2 separate regions of the Mus musculus genome follow, and region 2 is linked to region 1. A link is a contact called in public Hi-C data. All regions are on one chromosome and are shown on one strand. The core of a region is the stretch at or near the end of the contact, and the rest is flanking DNA. Distances in the headings are between cores, read along the strand shown.

Region 1 (3,457 bases), core at 462-2,961:
CACCTTAGAATAGTGGTCTGCATGAATGACCCTTTCACAGGGGCCAAGCAAGCCCATCGGAAAACACAGGAATGGTAAGACCTTTTGCATCTAATTCCAAAAGATTAAAAAAAAAAAAAAAAAAAAAAAAAAAGACAAAAAGACAAAAATCATGGGATGCAGCACTCGGGAGGCAGAGGCAAGTGGATTTCTGAGTTCGAGGCCAGCCTGGTCTACAGAGTGAGTTCCAGGACAGCCAGGGCAATACAGAGAAACCCTGTCTCGAAAAAAAAAAAAAAAAAAAACCCAAAAAAACCAACAACAACAAAAAAAATCATGGGCTGGAGAGATGGATAAGAGCTGTTAAGAGCACTTCCTGTTCTTCCACAGGACCTGAATTCAGGTCCTAGCGCCCACTGTAGGTGGTTCACAACTGACTTTTTAACTACAGTTCCAGGGCATTCAATGCCATCTTCTGTCCAAGGGCACCACCACACACTTGGAGGACACACACACAGACACACTACCCCACACATAAATAAATAATCTTAAGCCACACCCCTCAAAAAAAAAAAAAAAAAAAAGCAAACAAGAAACCAGCCAGGACTGGTAGCTCATTCTTTCAATACCAGTATGCAGAAGGCAGGAAGATCATTGAGGATTCTCACAGGGCCAGCCTTGTGTTCAGAAAGATATCTTGTTTAAAACAAACGAATAAATAGCAAATGATGGACATAACACAGTTTGATACTAAACTGGAAATGTATGAAATGGACGCTTGAACTCCTGATCTTTCTGCCTCTGTCCCTATATGTGTTTGGTTTGCTTTTTAAAGGATATTTGCTGAGTGAATGCAGTAGCAGGGAGGAGAAAAAAAGGGTAGCAGTAGGAACATCGAAGGAAGTCATTCAGGGACGAGATTCAAAGTCTTGGAGGAAGGTGATTGCAGAGGAAGGGTCTGGTTAAAAACACGTGTTGAAGTGAGAAAGACTGGCCGGAGGCAAGGGTATAAAGATGTTCAATATGTTCACTTTGTGGGACATTTTGAGATAGCAGTGAGTCTCTGGGGCTAGCTTTTGTTTTGTTTTTGTTTGTTTGTTTTTGGAGACAGCGTTTCTCTGTGCAACCAGCCCTGGCCGTCCTGGCCTCGCTTTATAGATCAGGCTGGTCTGGAACTCGGAGAGCTCCTCTGCCACTCCTGCCTCCGAGAGTAGTTTACCAGTAGACAGTTGGCTTTGCTTAATCCAGAGGACCAGGGATCTGGAGTGCGGAAGGCGGGTATTTGGCGAGGTCGGCGGCGCTTTCTCTGATCCTCGCTAAGTTACATCGGAGAGGCTAAACCGCATTTAAGATCCCGCGAAACAGAAAAAGCAGCTCCGGAAACCCGATGAGGCGGAGGACTCGGCTTTTCTGTTTCCCCGGTCCCCACCTACACCTTAAACGGCCGAGTTGTTCGTCACCTCTCTACGGAAAGCGAGAAGCCTCGGAGGGCGGTAAGGACCCAGCGAATGCGGCGATGTAGGCGTCCCAGGCCCCAGAAGCCCGCCAGCGGCAGCACTGAAAGCTTGCACAGTGAACTTCGGACTACAGGAGCCAGCCTGCACCGCCATCCATTTCTTCGGGTCACGCCCCGTCGTCACCACAGTGACGACACGGCGTCCCATGATGCCTCGCGTGCCGCTCTGCTATTGGTCCGGTCAGTCGTCTCCATTTTTCAAAATTGAGGCGCGGAATCGTTGCTGATTTCGGAGCAGAGGAGGAGGTTCGTCCTGTCCGGCTTTTGCGGGGCGGCGGCCACGGCCAAGAGGCCTGCGTGGACCTCGGGGACGCCGAGCTGCGAGTCTCGGTCCTCGTGGCCTTGGCAGCACCGGGTGAGGAGAGGCTGCTCCCGGTTCTCACTGTGTCTGAGTCTCCGCTAGGCCGGCAGGTTTTGGCTCGACCGTCATGGCGTCCCAGCCGAGTTCTTTGAAGAAGAAAGAGGAAAAGGGCAGGAACATCCAGGTGGTGGTGAGATGCAGGTAAGGAGAGGCTGGGACGAGTCCGGACGCGGAGGCTTAGCTTTTGGGCTAGCCGTTCCGGAGAGCGATTTGTTTACCTTTCTGAAGGACACCAAGTCATCGGTTTCTGGGGCTCCCCGTGTTTTGTTCGGTAAACATGCTACCACGTTTAGTTCTAAATTAGGGTTTGTCTCGGGGGGGGGGGGGATGTTGGTGTTGGTTAAAGTTAAGCTGCAGTCACAAAGAATTTGATGGTTGCTCTTCGCTGAAAAGTGCGTTCCCTTTTAAAAGCCAATGTCGCCGAAAATTTAGCTGTCATTGCTCTGTGCTACCCCGTCCGAGTTGTCAGTTTGGGAATAAAGCTTCCTACTTACTTTGCATGTAGTTTGGCGCTCACCTTGGGGTTATTTCCACTTCGGAAAGACTAATAGTTCTTTATTCTGTGTGTTTGGTCCAATAGATGAAAGTAGGTTTGCTTTTAAAAGGGAACGCACTTTTCAGCGAAGAGCAACCATCAAATTCACCTCTAATAACCAAGTAGACATTGCTGAATTTAAGCTAAGCTGTAAAATGAGTTTATGAAACTCACGAGCTAATGAAAGTACATGGCTAAGGTGCAGCATCTTTTCTCTTTCTCATTTTTCTTCTTCTTCTTTTTTTTTTTTTTGGTTTTTCGAGACAGGGTTTCTCTCTCCTTCTTTCTTTCTTTCTTTCTTTCTTTCTTTCTTTTATCTGCCTTTGTTCATTGACCAAAAGACAAAATTGAGAGGAGGGAGGGTGTGGGGTTCAGCTCTCCCCGACTGACATCCAAATAACTTACCCAGAGTTTTTAATTTTTTTGAATTTTTGTGATGTTACCGAGGTTGGTCTGGAACTATATGTTAGCGTACTTTACTGTCTCAGCCTCTCGGTCGTTTAGCTGGGATTGCTGGGTGACAAGTGTGTGCCACTGTGTCTGCCTTTTTTTTTTTTTTCCTGAGACTGGCCTCAAACTCCGACTAGCTCCCTGCCTTAGTTCTGAGTTCTGGAGTTATAAGCAATTCAAGTTTCAGCTACCAGACCCAAGTTTTTAAACTAGGTGACGTGTGTGTGTGTGTGTGTGTGTGTGTGTGTGTGTGTGTGTGTGTGAGCAACTCTAGGCTTGCCAAAGATACTTAATTGCTGAACTCTGGAGTTTTAGTTACTTAATTTGGAACTTTCATTTTAATCAACAGGAAAGCAGACACACTTAAGAATTTAGGAAAAAAAAAATTAGGCAGATTTAGGCAGGCAGTTGTGGGGCACACCTCTAATCCCAGCATGTTTTACAGATCGAGTTTCAAGACAACCAGGGCTACAAAGAGAAACTCTGCCTCAAAAAATTTTTATTTTTAATAATGGGTATATATTCAGGTGTTTGCACACATACGTGAGTGCTTGTGGAGAGCAGAAGAGAGCACCACCTCTAAGGCCAGAGTTACAGGTGGTTGTGAGTCACCCCC
Region 2 (3,457 bases), core at 497-2,996, 43 kb after region 1:
TACTTAGTGTAAAGAGACCATGCTAGTAGCCAGGCATGATGCTAAACACCTAAAATGCCCACACTTGTGAGGCTGAGGCAGGAGCTAGCTTAGGCTAACACAGCAAGACCTGTCTTTTTAACAACAGAGCAGTAAAATAAAAAAAAACCCACAATATTCTTGGCATAGAACAACAAAAATTTAGTCATTCCTTTCTAATGGCTTGTTAATTTTTCTTTAAAATGTGTACATAGTGTGATTGATGAAAGAATCTTCTATAGAATACATAAAGGTAAAATTTGATATCATCTGTAACTTTAGAAAGTAATCTCTAGTCATTGTTGTCTCATTTCTGCCTCTTATATTTCTTTAATTTGTATCTTTACCCAGTAGGTCCGGTGTGCATCGCTGTCCATCACACATGGAGACTATAAGATGTACTAGTGATTTATCCTGCCACCTTGTGGCTCTCCTTGTTCATTGCTCCCCAGGACTTCCTGAGCTCTCTGTTGCTCTGATGCTGTACATTTAAATCACCTGACAGACAGATCCTATGCCCACCACCTTGTTATCCTTGAAACTGTCACACTCAGTAGAACAGCTTGCCTAGACTTTAGCAGTTCTCCTGCCTTCGGAATTGCAGATGTGAGGCATCGTGCCCTTTTAACATAGTTAGGAACAAGCCATTCAAAAGTGCCTGGTGCCAACCAAGTAAGGCATCGAATGAACACCTGTGATCACAACCCTGTAGCAGCAGAAACAGTTTGAGCTCTACAAATTGAAGGCCAGTCTGTCTTCATGGTGATTCCAGGCCAGCCAGGGCCACACAGTGAGCCCTATGTCAAAACAAACACCCCTAAAATCCTATTTGGCAGCTTTCCCTATATTTTAAAGACAGGAGCCTAGATTAAAGTAAAAATTTCCTATGCAAGACATATAATATCTCCATTTTTACAGTTAGGATGCTGATATGTATATTTTTATACATATATTACATGTTATATATGTGCATACTTACATATGTGCATATATATTGTATTATTATATATGTTATGTATCTAATTTTAGTAGTTTTTTGGATCCTTTTTCTGGAGGTCTAAAAGTTCTCTCTCCATGCAGGTTTAACTGTTCCATATTTACAGATTTCCTTAGCTCCCTTATGTACCTCAAGGCAGCTTCACCCCCATTGTCTTTTAACCCCTTACTTTTTCCTGGCCTGGCACAGCTCGTCATTCTTCATCTCACCGTTGCCCACAGGCAGGCCTTATGCGTGCCAAGGAGCTGACTTACATCTCGCTATTGGTCTCAGCGCTCATAATCCCAGTGTGCAGGATTTTCTTCCTGATTCCAGAGACATAGAGTAAAAATTCCTTTTTCTTTCTTTCTTTCTTTCTTTCTTTCTTTCTTTCTTTCTTTCTTTCTTTCTTTCTTTCTCTCTCTCTCTCTCTCTCTCTCTCTCTCTCTCTTTCTTTCTTTCTTTCTTTCTTTCTTTCTTTTTCTCCTTCTTTTTCTTTTGGTTTTTTGAGACAGGATTGTTTTGTGTAGCTCTGGCTGTCCTGGAACTTGCTTTGCAGACCAGGTTAGATTTCACCTCAGAGATGTAGACTGTGAAACAGGTTTTCAAAGAGGATAAATAAAAGTCTTTCTTGGTGGTGACAAATCTGTTAAACTGGGTAACTACGTGTTGTGGTCAGCTGCCCTGCAGGTTGAACACTTCCTCTGGGGCCGGTTCTTACTGCAGCTAGGAGCACTTTGTATTTGTACTAACCTGTCTCAAGATAACTGCCTGTGTCCACTAGGGGGCAGAATCACTTGCTCTTGAGAACCACTGTCTTAAAGGGAAATTTGTAATTATGTTTTAGAAACAATGCAAAAAAAGTAATATTTCATGCCAGGTGGTGGTGGCACACGCCTTTAATCCCAGCACTCAGGAGACAGAGGCAGGTGTATTTCTGTGAGTTCAAGGCCAGCCTGTTCTATAGAGCAAGTTCCAGGACAGGCAGGGCTACACACAGAGAAACCCGGTCTCCAAACAAAAAACAAACAAAAAAGAAAAGTAATTCTTTCTTCTTCCATTACTGGTAAAGTAAAGAAGACCCTACCTTTTGTGTTTTGTGGTTTTCAAATTTAAACTTTAGTCCATAATGCATAGAACTTTCATAATAAAATGTTGCAATGTCTAGTAAATGTTACATAATTGTGACTTCATTTCTCCCCTTTAAACCCACAGCGAAAAAAGCCACATGGAAAAGACAAAGAAAACAGAGGCCTTAACCCGGTGGAGAAGTATAAAGTGGAAGAGGCCTCGGATCTCTCCATCTCCAAGAGCAGACTGCCGCTTCACACCTCCATAAACCTCTAGCTGATCTGAGGCTTAGGGTGTCATCTTTAAAATACAACCTGAAACTCCAGAGTCTGAAGCTATGTACAGATGAAAAGGGGACTGCTGTGTGAGGGCCCCACAGTAACTGTAGTTGAACTGAAAGTCTTTTTTATAATCCCTGTAGTCCAAGGATGTAGTAAGCTGGGTATCATTTGGGATTTACATTGAATATGTGTGTGTGTTTCTAGCTTTTTATATAAAGAAGCTCTTCTGTAACAAGTAAGTATTTTTCTTGTATATAATTAAATACCAAATATATGGAAATCATTGTTCCAGGTTTAGACTTGTATTGGTGAATGCCATCTCCTTTGCTGTCTGGCCAAGGCTGTTTCCCTACCTCTAACCAGCCTTTTCTAGTTTGTCTTCGACTCCTGTCTCCCTTTTCCTGTCACTTAACCTTTTGTAGCCTACAGAAAGGTTTCTTTAGTATGAGAAACGCAGGGTTTTACCTGGAACTCTTCTATCTCACTGATTACCCTTACAATCACTGTCAAAACACCTGACCCTGGAAGGACCCTTCCTTTTGGGTCCTTCATTTGTTCTCGCTGATATGCACACATCTCATTCCTTCCTGAGGTCTGACACATCACCAGCCTCCCTGTAGTGTCGGCTCCTAATGCAGGAGACCTTGAGGCCCCACTTAAAAGGTCTTTAAGTCTCTTAGAAATGATAAGATTGTTTTCAAACTACCAATTATGACTATAACTTCTATTTTGTTTATCTTTTAAAACTTTATTCCTTGTATATAATAAAAATGTATATATACATTCCCTCTGTTGAAATATTAACCCTCGCTCTTTCGCTTTGACAACGCTGTTTCTGGAAGTTGGCCATTTTAAGATGAACCAGAGCACCTACCTAAAAGTGTATGCAGAGAGTAAGTGTGGTCACGTCAAGTTCATGTATACGGTTCAGAGTGATGTGGTTTTGGCACAGTCTCACTATGGAGCTCAGGCTGGCTTTGGACTCACTATGCAGCAGGACAGTCATCCTTCCAAGGCCTGGGAATACAGACATCATCACTGTGCCTGTTTCAGAAATAGAACTTTGGCCAGGCGTGGTGGCGCACGCCTTTAATCCCAGCACTCGGGAGGC

What was found. Hi-C and Micro-C count contacts between places; a contact is called where the count stands out from the background.
Region 2: a Hi-C map of Th1 cells shows a contact between it and region 1, with 2.1 times the contacts expected there. A contact is called at or near these places in 1 of 39 promoter capture datasets (macrophages), 135 of 484 Hi-C or Micro-C datasets (the 63-12 cell line, B cells, the Ba/F3 cell line and 82 more), 12 of 130 datasets of targeted methods (the 230-238 cell line, the HPC-7 cell line, the SCID.adh cell line and 6 more) and 3 of 9 other capture datasets (adipose tissue, liver and pancreatic islet).

The regions. Positions count from the first base shown.
Region 1 is chr19:37,374,671-37,378,127 of GRCm38.p6, forward strand. Kif11 (kinesin family member 11) reads left to right here and starts at 1,712. Exons shown (of 22, transcript NM_010615.2): 1 at 1,712-1,997. The coding sequence starts at 1,924.
Region 2 is chr19:37,418,050-37,421,506 of GRCm38.p6, forward strand. It overlaps Kif11 (kinesin family member 11), which reads left to right. Exons shown (of 22, transcript NM_010615.2): 22 at 2,210-3,457. The coding sequence ends at 2,341. Among named protein-coding and RNA genes, the nearest start is that of Hhex, 15 kb to the right of the region's middle.